Regions from separate parts of the Macaca mulatta genome. Here region 2 is linked to region 1. Evidence: chromatin contacts called from public Hi-C data. All regions are on one chromosome and are shown on one strand. The core of a region is the stretch at or near the end of the contact, and the rest is flanking DNA. Distances in the headings are between cores, read along the strand shown. Region 1 holds the start of SLC3A2 (solute carrier family 3 member 2). Region 2 holds the start of TTC9C (tetratricopeptide repeat domain 9C).

Region 1 (6,910 bases), core at 3,048-5,547:
TGAGCTACCTACATGGCACACAGTATTTGCAACATGCAAATGGAGACCTAAAGGCTCATGATGGGAATAGAAGGTGGCTCTATACAGAGGAACAGAAATGGAGTTATGGGAAGCTCAATCAACAATTGGCAACAAGCTAGGTCAGTAGTTTGCCAAACTGGCCATCTATGCAGTGCCTGAGTTTTGGTTCTGGGCTTGGATCATGTAAGAAAGGCAGCAAAGTCTGGGTGCCAAGAATCACACCTACAATCCCAGCACTTTGGAAATCTGTGGTGGGAGGATCTCTTAAAGCCGGGGCCTTGAGCGCAGCCTTGGTAGTAAAACCAAGCCCTTGTATCTAAAAAACAAAAGGGCAGGTAGATTCCACAGAAATAATGTTGCAGGAAGGGGGTGATAAAATACAGAAACATTAACACACAGCAAACCCTCAACTGTTTCATTGGCTCCCAGTGTCTTAATCTGTGTCTGCTAACATTTTAAGGTACATCTAAAAGACCCCCTAAACCCAGCAAGCTTTTCATTTAAAATTCCTTCAGTGAGGTACATCTAGGGAAAAAGTCCCTAAAGTGTGCTGATAAATTAGGCTCCTTGAATGCTGCCTTGGAGTAGGAAATGCAGCATTAGACAGACTGCCTAAGCAAGCTGGGTAAAACCCAGTTAAAAATAGCAAACTCTCAAGGGGTCACTTCCTTGTGCCCAGGTAGACCCACCCAAAGGCATGATTCACAGTAAAGCTTTGAAAAAAAAAAAGCAGCCACGCCATTAAGACGACTAAAATTATGCTGTGGTAACTTCAACAGCTAGGTTATCCAAGGACTTGGAAAATTCACCTTCTGATGTCCTCCAAGACAGATTCCTGCAGAGGAAAAACAAAAGTTCTTATTGGATTGGAAAATATGAATGTACACAATAGTTAACACTATGTAACCTAAGAGTAAAAGGTTGCTATTATAAAACCAGTTAAATATTTAAACAGATACCTACCATTTCTTATGCACCTTGTTCTTTACTCAGACCTGGAAAAATTAAAATCAATGTTTTCAACAAGTGCTGATTACTCCCTTTCTTTGTATAGAAATATTTGTCATCCCTCAGACAGTTCCTTCTGGAACAAATCTTCCTCTTTTCCCCCAGCCAGTCCCAGTGGGTTCACCTTTACAGGCTCTGGGACTAGGACAGAGAGTAAGACGTGTGAAAGTTTCTTCATTGGGAATTTTTAGCACAGTCCACCTTACATTTCGGTTTACTCACCTGTAACTGCAGTCTGGAGTCAACAGTAACACCTAGTTTTCCTGCAAAATCAAGAAAAAATCATGTAGTCTTGAGAGACTTTCATTCTACAGTACATTTTACAATCTCTCAACTATATCTGTTGCTTGGCAGACAGAAGTTTCAGGGCACATTTTAGAGGAAACACTACTTAGCCCAAGAACTTCCTATTGGCTGTAATGCCTCCTCAAATAACTTGTAATTTTTAGAAGTTGTCACTGGAAGGCAGGCTCACAGCTCAGAAAATACCTTTCAGTCACATTGATCAGACTGGGGCGGTATTCAACTCATCACTGGTGAGCAGGTGATCATCACTTGGTGGTCCAGGAGATCAAAGATTTGGGTTAAGCCAGTTCTATCTGTACACATCCACCCAGACCACAGTGCTATCACACACAAAAATCACAGAAAATTGTATATAGCAGCCATTGATGGCAGCTATTGCAAAGCCACTTACCTCAAACTCCTCGAGTGCTAGAGAGAAGGTGCTGGCCCTGAAAGGAGGAAGACCAAGTCAGTAGTGCTTCTCCTATCCTGCATTAAGTTGTTCCCACGCATCATTCTTAGAAAATCAGATTTCAGAGTCTCAACAGCAAGTCATCAGCCGAACGAGATTCCATGTAAGTCATCATATATACAGGCCTAAAAAGGCAGTTTTTTCTACTCTATATGCTGGATGCATTGAATACAGTGAAATTACTCACCTTAGAGCCAAAGAGGTTATTGGTTAATAACACCTAGAGAAAAACAAAACTGTGGGTGAAAGATTCCTCAGACATGGTTACCCCCCACTCCCTGCATTCTCCAATTTCTCAGGTGTTCATGTATTTTCACTGTCAGTCATAGTGAGCTAGTTTGATTCATCATAGAAACTGTCTACTTGGTGGCATAAGCGGTAAGGAGCAAAAAAAAAAAAAAAAAAATCAACTAACCTCTCAGCTCTGAAGGTTTTTCAATAGTATATGGCAACAAGCTGCTCCTGAATCAAAAAAATCAATCAATTAGCTAATTATCCCAAACAGCCAAAACTATTTTAGTTACGGTTGCTAGTGGACAAGCTAAGAAAAGGTAACCAAATGCCTCAGACAGCTTATGGAATAAGCTCTCATGCCCTTTTTCAGTTAATCCTGGTGGGTTCACAATTACTGGTTCCCAGGCTAGAACAGGGCTGAGGCAGGATGTTTCCTCCTCATTGGAGCTGAACCGTGGAAACCTACAACTGACAAGCACTAGTCTGACCCTGGGCAGATCAGTGGGCATCTATCTGAGAGAAAAAAGGGGAGGTCTGGAAACATCACTACAGAGAACAAGAGGAACCAGAAAACTTTATGGTTTAAGCAGGCTTTGGTAACAAACATCAAGATGGCTAAGTTATCAATTAGATAATAGGCCCATAGAATTAAAAAAGCAACGTACTGTAAGATAGAGGCAGATTGTCATGAGGAATACCTGGAAAGCAAAGCAAATTAGTTATTTTAAGGTATTAGGATGGAATGAAACTTATTCAAAATCAACAACTGCCATCAGAACTCTAACATGCTATTAATTTTTGTACCTCACAGAACATCAGCTTATCAATTCAAATCATCTGACAGTAAAGTGATCGATATATGGATGAGGATAACAGCGCACCTTTACAAGAACTGTAGTACCGGGTTGCGATCTCGCTTCCCAGAAAATTATCTCAAGAGGAACAAGATGGAAGGCGCCAAAAAACAAAATTGCTTCCGCCGGCCACTTGTTCTCTTGTGAACATTTACAGAGATGACATACACCAATTTGAATAATTACCTGTATTCACCCTGGGAGGCAGCTGAATTCCTCAGGATAGATTATGAGATGCTGTAGACAACAGAGGAAGGCATTTTATGTACCTAAAAATAGTCATTCAAAGACCCCCGAAGACCTCGCTGTCACTTCTCAGTAGTAAGATGACATCACTTATAAGTTCAGCCATATGCTTGTCATTTTGTGTTCATCACGGAGTGGTTATCTAGCAAGGTCTCCTCTGTAAGAGCATAAAAGCATGTACACCTACCTGGAACATTACTGTAACGCTGGCTTTGCAGAAAGATGGGTCTTGTCCCATTCCTTCACCAGTGAGCTTTTGTGGGCTAAACATCTGAAAAAATAACAGCCTTCACTAACACCTCAGACAAATCAATAAGTCCCTGACATTTATTGCGTACAGTACAGTGCTACTCAGAATTTTTGTTTTCTCCACTAATCCATCAGAAAGAGAGAGTTCAGTTTGTAAAATCATCCCCGTAGCAACTTCTACACACTCAACGAAAGAGCAGAGGTTAAGAAATGGCCATAAGAACTTACTGTAACATAGAGCTCTCTTCGATTCCAACGTGCGCGTAAACCCTGCAGACAAGAGTCCAAGAAGACATTAGGTCAACACAGGGCATTTCGAAAACGCTATCTTCTGAGCCGACGGCTAAGTAGGAGGCTTGCAGGGCCCATCTCCTCAGAGTCACTTATCCTCACGGAGCTCAGTACAGGTCTGTGAAAAGGTCCTCATCATAGGGAGGGGACCCGCACGGCCCGCCATCGCCATCTTGTCCTTCACAAAGCCCCGCTGCTACTTAATTTAAGTCTCGAGGCCACCCACAAGACCTCACCCGCCAGTCACCCTGGCTAGACAGCTACAACACAGAAGGCATAGCGCGTGCTATGCGATGTCCGCACAATCGTTCAAAATAAAAGAAACGGACAAAGCACAAAACACTGACAGCTACAAATCTTACGAAATCACTTACCAGCGGCAGTAGAACAATGAGACCGAAATTGGCACGGAGAGACGATTAAATACCATCCCGCAGAGGCCCACGGGATTTGGGGGCGGTGCTATGGCGAGCGCACGCGCATACGTTGACCGCATGCGACCCCGGGGAGTTGTGGGTAGAGAGTTCCAGGGAAGGAGGGCGTGGACAAAGCGCTACCTGAACTTGCGGCGCGAAAAGGGCGCGCATGCGTCCTACGGAACCTCACCGACCGCATTGCGGCTTAGTTTTCTCACCCAGTGCATGTGGCAGGAGCGGTGAGATCACTGCCTCACGCGGATCCTGGACTGACGGTCACGACTGCTTACCCGCTAACCCTGTTCTGAGCTCCCCCTTCCCCCCACACACCCGAAACCTGTGTGCAGGATCCGCCTCCATGGAGCTACAGCCTCCTGAAGCCTCGACCGCCGTCGTTTCGATTCCCCGCCAGCTGCCGGGCTCACATTCGGAGGCTGGTGTCCAGGGTCTCAGCGCGGGGGATGACTCAGGTACTGGATCCCGAGCTAAACTCGGGAGGAGGTCCCCTTTGGGGGAGCCATTTCGGTAAAGTAAGTCAGGGCGTAAGTGCTCCACTGAAGACAGGATCTGATTTTTTTCTAACTGGTCCCCTATGTCCTGCCTTCTGGTGCGTTTTCTTTAGATCTTGGACTACTACGGGCCAGCATTAGCTAACATTTGTGGAGCACCGTCTTAAGCACACTGTATTAATCGATTAATCCATCAAAATCCCAAGAGCTAGGTAGGATGACAGCCCCCTTTATTGATGGGGAACCTTAAAGGGCTCCCGCGGTGCTGCCTGCTGCAACTCCTGCCCGATCACTATGGTTGCAGTCAGCTATAGACTGTTTTACTGAGACCGGACAGCATTAGTTCAGTCGTTCGTGGTAAACATCTACGTGTACAAGCACACTTTATAAACATTTTTTTTTTTCCGAGACAGAGTTCTGCTCTGTCGCCCAGAGTGCAGTGGCGGGATGTCGGTTCACTGCAACCTCTGCCTCCCAGGTTCAAGCGATTCTCCTTCCTCAGCCTCCTGAGTAGCTGGGATTACAGGCTCCCGCAATCATCAAGCCACGCTAATTTTTGTATTTTTAGGAGAGATGGGGTTTCATCACGTTGGCCAGGCTGGTCTCGAACTGCTGACCTGGTGACCTCCTGCCTCAGCCTCCCAAAGTGCTGGGATTACAGGCGTAGGCCACCACACCCGGCCTGGCTCAGCATTTTGGGAGGCCAAGGTGGGAGGATCTCTTGAACCCAAGAGTTCAAGACCAGCCTAAGCAACATAGTGAGAAACCGATACCCATCTCTACAGAAAAATAGAAAAAATTAGCCAGGAGCGGTGGTGCATGCCTGTAGCCTCAGCTACTTGGGAAGCTGAGGTGGGAGGATTGCTTGAGCCCAGAAATTTGAGGCTGTAAGTGAGTTGTGATCAAGCCACTGCACTGCACTCCAGCCTGGATGACTGAGTGAGACCCTGTCTCAAAAAAAAAAAAAAAAGTGGGACAGATAAACTATGGAAAATCAAGATGGCCCAGAGTAGACAGACAAGGCTGGGGAGGTTGTGAGTGGGAATGGCAGTTGGGAAATGCTTTATAGAGTGTCTGGGCCTGAAAGGGTTGAAAGACTCCGGAGGGGAATTCCAGTTAAAGAAACAACTGGAGCACAAGCTTGGTGCAAGAAAAAGAAAGAAGTGTGTGGCTACAATTCATGAAAGATGGGCAAAAGGGGAGTATTAGAATATAAAACTGGAATGTATTTCCTGGGGAAAGCCACATAAGCAGGACCTTGAGAGCAAAGCTAAATCACTTGAATCATAGATAGAAAAAAAAAACCAGGGAGAGTTTTTAAGTAGGAAAGTGATAAGACATTGGGGGATAAGATGGAGACAAGGTCATTAATTAGATTGCCATAGTAGTTTAGGCAAGAGGATTCAATACTAGCAAGTGTAACGGCAGTGGAAGTGGAAAAGAGGGGATTTGGGTTAGGGGTCTCCAACTCACATACAGAAATCAGCTAAGTAATGTAGGTAAGTGAAATGAACTGAGTTGGGACTCTGGTGAACTGGGCAGCCCTTTCACAGCTCCAGCTGATTGTTGCCTTGTGACAGTATTGTCTCTGTGTGATCAAATAGTTTTCAAAAGAATCCAGAAGTCCAGAATTGTGTATTTACCCACTTTAAAATGTTGAGTTTAAATTTTTTTGGCCGGGCGCGGTGGCTCATGTCTGTAATCCTAGCACTTTGGGAGGCCGAAGTGGGCGGATCACCTGAGGTCAGGAGTTAGAGACCAGCATGGCCAACATGGTGAAACCCCTTCTCTACTAAAAATACAAAAATAAGCCGGGCGTGGTGTGGGTGCGGTGGCGGGCGATTGTAATCCCAGCTACTTAGGAGGGTGAGGCAGGAGAAGCGGTTGAACCCGGGAGGTGGAAGTTGCAGTGAGCCAAGATCACCCCACTGCACTCCAGCCTGGGGGACAAGAGCGAGTCTCAAAAACAAACAAACAAAAAACCGAAATATGCCTGTGGGCCAAAGGTGGCCCTCATTGTGAGTTTGCAACCTCTTGTGTAGTGACATAGAATCTACTAGAAAATAGGGCATTTAAAAAAAAGTAGGCTAGGTAGAGCGGCTCACGCCTGTAATCCTGAAGGGGGCCAGCCCCTCCACACCTGTGGGTATTTCTCATCAGGTGGGACGAGACACTGAGAAAATAAGACAGAGAGACAAAGTATAGAGGAAGAAAAGTGGGCCTAGGGGACCGACACTCAGCATAAGGAGGACCCACACCGGCACCGGTCTCTGAGTTCCCTCAGCATTTATTGATCACTATCTCTACCATCTCGGTGAGGGGGAT
Region 2 (6,910 bases), core at 1,714-4,213, 130 kb before region 1:
AATCTTTTATCCTTCAATATATATATTTTTGAGATGGAGTCTTGTTCTGTCGTGCCCAGGCTGGAGTGCAGTCTTGTGATCTCGGCTCACTGCAACCTCTGCCTCCCGGGTTCAAGCCATTCTCCCGCCTCAGTCTCCCAAGAAGTTGGGATTACAGGCACCCGCCATCACGACCGGCTAATTTTTTGTATTTTTACTAGAGACAGGGTTTCACCATGTTAGCCAGCCTGGTCTCGAACTCCTGACCTCAGGTGATCCACCCGCCTGGCCTCCCAAAGTGATGGGATTACAGGCGTGAGCCACCACACCCAGCCTATCCTTCAATATTTTTATCTTCTCTTTAGGATACACATAAGTCAAAGGTTATGTAATGGGATTTTTGTTCCAGGACACAGGACAAACAATCTGCAAGTTGCATGCGATTGTTGTACAATGGGTTCAGACTCTCGGTTAGTGGCCTAAAAAAATGACTAACAAAAGAACTAAGGCCACCCACCTTATAGTAAGACTTATCCTCCCTACTCTGACATAGTGTTATGGATCAGTTGTAATCATCCAATCACTTCAAAAGAAAGGAGAAAGGTCACTAACTCCCTGGGGCAATTCTACAACACACTCTTCCACAAGCTTACTCAACGGACCCACCAGCACCTCAATCATTACCAGTCAGGAAACGAGGGACCTGAAATGTAAAAGGCTAGCACCAGGTATTCAGCAAATCTACAAACATGCCCATCCACGGACTCAGTGGGAGAATTAAAATGTAATCATAATCCAAGCAAGATAAAAACCCTAGCCAAGTAACGTTAACTAACTCTAAATGCACATGATTAACGTTTTCTCTTCACTGGTTAACTATTAAACTCGACAGTGTTACACTAGAAGCTCTCCCCTACAGCTCAAAGAAGAGCAAAGTTGGATTTTCAGATTCTCTGGCTCAAGCTCTGGTAACATGCTTTTAACTGAGCGGACTTTGACGGACTTCGATTTTCGCTTAACATTTTTACGGTGAAAAAGTTAACAGGTAGCCCAAAGGCCTGACCCTCTAACCGTGGGCCTAGTTCTCCGTGTAATCCCCAATTGCTTAGCACGTTCTCAACTAAGAAAAATATAACAAGCACCGTGGGAGACTGTTCCACAGGTAGCTCACAAGCAGTTCGCATACAAAAATCACTCACTGCCATCCACTATCACCAAGGAACCAAGTTAGGCAGGAACCTTCCTCCTGCAAAGAGTAGGACCACGAGAGGCGGCCTAACCCCTCAGAAAGGTGGGTAGAGAATGAAAGGCATTCCATCAGATGGCACTTTGAGGCAAGCGAAAGCAAGGACTCGGACCCCGCGGTGCAGGGCGGGGTGCTAGATCAGGGGAGCAGCCGGCAGGTTGGAGCCGGGCTCGGCTGCCAGCTCCTCACCCTGTTCCTCGGCGGCCTTGTCACCCGGCACCTCGGATCCCGGCGTCTCGTCCCCGCTCCGTTCCTCGGGTTCGTCTTCCTCCCCCTTACCGGGGCCCTGCTCTTCGCCACCATTTACCCCGCCTGACCCGACCGTGGTTTCCACCGGCTTCTCGGAAGCATCTGGCTCGGCTGCGGCCTCCATGGCTGCCGCCTCCGGGGGCTCCGGCGGCGGCTGCGCGGCCTGAGCCAAGGCCTGAGTAGGGGGTGGCTCCTCGTCCTCGTCCTCAAGCAGCGCCTCCTCGTCCTCCTCCTCCTCCTCTTCGTCCTCCTCCTCCTCCCCGCCCGGGCCGCCGCCCGACGCGGCCACAGGCCGAGGCTCCGCCTTGCAGGCCCCGCCGGGCCCGGCCCCGCCGCCGCCGGCCTCGTCCTCGAGCATCTCGGCGTCCAGCGCCTCCTGCAGCCGCTGCGCCAGATCCACTTTGAGGCCGCGCGAGTCCAGGCCCCGCCGCTGCAGCTCTGACCGCAGCTCGGTCACTTTCAGCCGCTTCACCTCCATCGCCGCCGCCGCCTCCTCCGCCTCCCGCCGCCTCCTCCCCTGCGAACCGTCGACCGAGTCCGACCGCGCAGGCGCCGCCGCCGCCGCCCGCCTCCGCCTCACGCGCCAGCACTAAGCCCGCGCGAGCGAGCGCACGCACGCAGGAGCGGAGGCCGCGCACGGTCCCACTGCGCAGTGTTTGCTTCTGCTTCCTCTCCCCTCCCCCTTTCGGCTCACGGAGCCCAAAACAACGCCGCGGGGAGCTGTTTCCCCTCCAGGCCTTCGGTTCCCCAGCCGCGGGCAGGCGCGCGCGGAGGACGACGGAGTTCCTCCCACTTCCTCCCGCCCCCTGGCGTCCCCGGGCCAATCGCCGCCGGTGCTTTTACCGCGCAGCCGCAGTGGAGTCCAAGACGGGCAAGGCTGGCTGCGGCTCAAGTGCCTCGTAGCACGGAAGCGTGTGCGCGCCGGTCTTTCTGTACTTCCAGCTGGGGGGTTCTGCGCAGCCGCGCGGAGCTCCCTGATGCCATTGCCCCTCCCACTACTGTTACTTCCGTCTCACTTCCAATTGCTGAGGCGTCTTAGGGGTCGCTAGCCTCTTTTTCCTACTGTCTGTGCTTGCAGCAGTAACGACAAAAAGTCAAAAGAGAATGTGTTGCAACATGTAAGCCTACTAGCAATTGTGTTTCTGGCTAGGAAGCAAAAGGACTCCCCAGAACCAAGAAATACAGTAATCACGGGCCCTCCTTTTTTCGCAACGCCTCAACTTCTACCCAGCAACTGAGGCCTTGACCCCGCCCTTTTTCTCTTATTGGACAACTTGAATCGTCATTTGCCGTTCCGATTGGTCATCCATGATCGTCCGGATTTTTCCAATTGGCGAAGCTGCCAGGGGATTTTTTTTTTCCCCCCCCGCCCCGTTTGGTTCGTTGAGGAGGCGGGGTCGTTTCTGCGGGATTATTTTTCCGGAGCCTCTTCTGATTGGGCGATGTGGCGCAATGCTCGCCACCCTTTAAGATACCGCACTGTCCGCATTTCTGACGTGCTCCCGCCGGTAAACCGAAGCCTGGGAGAGTTCCAGGCTTGGGCATCTGCTGAGGGCGAGGAACTGGTCGCGGCGCTGGGTGGGCTTGCAGCTGTGACGCTTATGTGGACACCTCAGTCTCCCTTGGTGGTGGTTCATCTCGGTTTCCCAGTTTATATTACTGACGTCAACAGATAAATGATTGCTGAATAAAGAAGAGTTGGAATTGCTTCAAGCCTCCGGACTTTTAGCACTAGTCCCACCCACTCCCTTCTACTTCCAGGTCGGGGGGCGGGTCCGAAAGAAAGGCGGAAGCCAGTGTGCCCGGCGTTCTCACGCCCGTAACAATTTCTGAGTAGGGCGTCGCTTGAGTTTTTCGGAAAGTCTCCCATCGTCTCCCCCGCCCCCATCGTCTTTTTAGGAAGTCCCTTAATGTTTGGCTTCATTATTCCCACATCCCCTTCCTAACTACTTGCCTGCACTTCTGGAGAAAAAGACTGCAGAAAGGAGAGGTGGGGCTGTGAGTAGAAACAAGCAAACCGCAGGTCCCTGTTGGGGGACCCTCCAGGAAGAAGAGTAATTTCCTGCCTTCTTGAATTGGCTACTACAGTCAATTATTTTGTTCCCAACCCTAGAGCTTCAATTGCTCCTTCACTTAGCAATTTCCCAAGAACCCTGGGCGACAGTTATGGAGAAGCGTCTGCAGGAGGCTCAGCTGTACAAGGAGGAAGGGAACCAGCGCTACCGGGAAGGGAAGTACCGAGATGCTGTGAGTAGGTACCATCGAGCTCTGCTTCAGCTGCGGGGTCTGGATCCGAGTCTGCCCTCTCCATTACCTAATCTCGGACCTCAGGGCCCGGCCCTCACGCCTGAACAAGAAAACATACTGCATACCACCCAGACTGACTGCTACAACAATCTAGCTGGTAAGAACGGGGCTAAAGGGGGCTAGAGAGCATTAAGACAGGAACATGAACATCTGTGAACATTGGGGAAAAAAAACCGCTGACTTTTTTTAAACTGTCATCCATTTATTCTGCCATGAGTTAAAATAATCTGCCAATCTGTGGGGCTCTAATTAAGTTGCCATAGAGCAGGGCTTCTCCGACTTCACCTGGAGAGTTTGTTAAAACACAACTTCCTAGGCCCCATCCCCAGAGGTTCGATGGGTCTGACGTGGGGCCTACCAGTTTGCATTTCTTTCTTTCTTTTTTTTTTTGGAATGGAGTCTCGCTCGGTCGCCCAGGCTGGAGTGCACTGGCACGATCTGGGCTCACTGCAGCCTCCGCCTCCCGGGTTCAAGCAATTCTCCTGCCTCAGCCTCCCGAGTAGCTGGGACTACAGGCGCCCGCCACCACACCCAGCTATTTTTTTTTTTTTTTTTTTTTTGAGACGGATTTTCGCTCTTGTTGCCCAGGCTGGAGTGCAATGGCGTGATTTCGGCTCACCGAAACCTCTGCCTCCCGGGTTCAAGCGATTCTCCTGCCTCAGCTTCCCGAGTAGCTGGGATTACAGGCATGCGCCACCACACCTAATTTTTGTATTTTTAGTAGAGATGGGGTTTCATAATATTAATCAGGCTGGTCTTGAACTCCTGACCTCAGGTAATCCACGCGCTTCCACCTCCCAAAGTGCTGGGTTTACATGCGTGAGCCACCGTACCCAGCCCCAGTTTGCATTTCTAACAGCCTTCTGGGTATTGCTGATAGCTTTAGGGAATTTTGCAGGCTATAGGACAAAATTATACCTAAGGTCAGGCCATTGTTTATTTAAGGGACATTTAATATCTAAACCACCAGCTGAAGCAATGAACGTGTTTCACAAGTATTAAATGTCCCTTATTTTAATATTAAGTTTAAAGTAGGTCGTATAACTTTTCCTCATTTTTCTTTTTTTTCTTTTTTTTTTTTTGAGAAGGGTTTCCTTCTTGTTGCCCAAGCTGGGGTGCAATGGCACGATCTCAGCTCACTGCAACCTCCTCCTCCCGGATTCAAACGATTCTCCTGCCTCAGCCTCTGGAGTAGCTGGGATACAGGCGTGTGCCACCACGTCCGGCTAATTTTTTTTTTTTTTTTTTTTTTTTTTTTGAGACGGAGTCTCGCTCTGTCACCCAGGCTGCAGTGCAGTGGCCGGATCTCAGCTCACTGCAAGCTCCGCCTCCCGGATTCACGCCATTCTCCTGCCTCAGCCTCCCGAGTAGCTGGGACTACAGGCGCCCGCCACCTCGCCCGGCTAGTTTTTTGTATTTTTTAGTAGAGACGGGGTTTCACCGTGTTAGCCAGGATGGTCTCGATCTCCTGACGTCGTGATCCACCCGTCTCGGCCTCCCAAAGTGCTGGGATTACAGGCTTGAGCCACCGCGCCCGGCCCCGGCTAATTTTTTGTATTTTTATTAGAAATGGGGTTTCACCATGTTAGCCAACCATGTTAGCGAACCATGTTCAGACTCCTGACCTCAGGCGATTCGCTCACCTCGGCCTCCCAAAGTGCTGGAATTACAGGCATGAGCCACCGTACCCGGCCCAATAATTTTTATTTATTGAGTGCCTATAACATGTTGGGCAGTCATTTACAGATGTCTGCCATCTTCACAAAACTGCAAGGATTATCCCCATTTTACAGATGAGGAAATCAGATCATGTCACTGCCTAAAACACCCCATTGGCATCTCATCACACTTATGAGAAAATCCAAACTCACCTTGGTCCCAGCACCAACTAGCTCTTTTATTTTTTTTTTTTTTTTTGAGACTGAGTTTTGCTCTTGTTGACCAGGCTGGAGTGCAATGGCACCATCTTGGCTCCCCACAACCTCCGCCTCCCAGGTTCAAGCAATTCTCCTGCCTCAGCCTCCCGAGTAACTGGGATTACAGGCATATGGCACCACGCCCTGCTAATTTTGTATTTTTAGTAGCGATGGGGTTTCTCCATGTTGGTCACACTGGTCTGGAACTCCCAACCTCAGGTGATCCGCCCACCTCGGCCTCCCAAAGTGCTGGGATTACAGGCGTGAGCCACCACGCCTGGCCTTATTTATTATTATTATTATTATTATTTATTTTTTTGAGACAGTGTCGCACTCTGTTGCTCAGGCTGGAGTGCAGTGGTGTGATCTCGGCTCACTGCAAGCTCTGCTTTCTGAATTCAAGCGATTCTCCTGCCTCAGCCTCCCAAGTAGCTGGGATCATAGGCGCCTGCCACTACACCCGGCTAATTTTTGTATTTTTTTTTTTTTTTTTTTTGAGACAGAGTCTTGCTCTGTAGCCCGGGCTGGAGTGCAGTGGCCGGATCTCGGCTCACTGCAAGCTCCGCCTCCCGGGTTCACGCCATTCTCCTGCCTCAGCCTCCGGAGTAGCTGGGACTACAGGCGCCCGCCACCTCGCCCGGCTAGTTTTTTGTATTTTTAGTAGAGATGGGGTTTCACGGTGTTAGCCAGGATGGTCTCGATCTGACCCCGTGATCCGCCCGTCTCGGCCTCCCAAAGTGCTGGGATTACAGGCTTGAGCCACCGCGCCCGGCCAATTTTTGTATTTTTAGTAGAGACAGGGTTTTGCCAGTTGTCCAGGCTGGTCTCGAGCTCCTGACTTCAGGTGATCCACCCGCCTTGGCCTCCCAAAGTGTTGGGATTACGGGTGTGAGCCACCATGCCCTTCCTGAACTGGCCCTTTTTTTTTTTTTTTTTTTTTTTTTTGAGACGGAGTCTCGCTCTGCCGCCCAGGCTGGAGTGCAGTGGCCGGATCTCAGCTCACTGCAAGCTCCGCCTCCCGGGTTCACGCCATTCTCCTGCCTCAGCCTCCCGAGTAGTTGGGACTACAAGCGCCCGCCACCGCGCCCGGCTAGTTTTTTGTATTTTTTAGTAGAGACGGGGTTTCACCGTGTTAGCCAGGATGGTCTCGATCTCCTGACCTCGTGATCCGCCCGTCTCGGCCTCCCAAAGTGCTGGGATTACAGGCTTGAGC

Evidence for each region. Hi-C and Micro-C count contacts between places; a contact is called where the count stands out from the background.
Region 2: a contact with region 1 is called in a Hi-C map of liver, with 2.5 times the contacts expected there. The contact joins the promoter of TTC9C here to the promoter of SLC3A2 in region 1. A contact is called at or near these places in 2 of 14 Hi-C or Micro-C datasets (fetal cortical plate and liver).

The regions. Positions count from the first base shown.
Region 1 is chr14:11,200,444-11,207,353 of T2T-MMU8v2.0, reverse strand. SLC3A2 (solute carrier family 3 member 2) reads left to right here and starts at 4,297. Exons shown (of 12, transcript XM_077962507.1): 1 at 4,297-4,546. The coding sequence starts at 4,435. It overlaps LOC718486 (a long non-coding RNA gene), which reads right to left and starts at 4,923. Exons shown (of 10, transcript XR_013403642.1): 1 at 4,035-4,923; 2 at 3,598-3,639; 3 at 3,308-3,391; 4 at 3,061-3,111; 5 at 2,686-2,718; 6 at 2,202-2,248; 7 at 1,974-2,006; 8 at 1,727-1,763; 9 at 1,231-1,292; 10 at 1-856. LOC114672513 (small nucleolar RNA SNORD26) reads right to left here and starts at 3,540; the gene lies at 3,467-3,540. It overlaps LOC114672512 (small nucleolar RNA SNORD27), which reads right to left and starts at 3,256; the gene lies at 3,185-3,256. It also overlaps LOC114672511, LOC114672519, LOC114672510, LOC114672514, LOC114672515 and LOC114672518, and 1 more gene.
Region 2 is chr14:11,328,825-11,335,734 of T2T-MMU8v2.0, reverse strand. It overlaps TTC9C (tetratricopeptide repeat domain 9C), which reads left to right and starts at 2,963. Exons shown (of 3, transcript NM_001194704.3): 1 at 2,963-3,878. The coding sequence starts at 3,641. All of the region lies in intron 1 of TAF6L (TATA-box binding protein associated factor 6 like), which reads left to right. It overlaps HNRNPUL2 (heterogeneous nuclear ribonucleoprotein U like 2), which reads right to left and starts at 2,013. Exons shown (of 14, transcript XM_001116183.5): 1 at 1,415-2,013. The coding sequence starts at 1,952.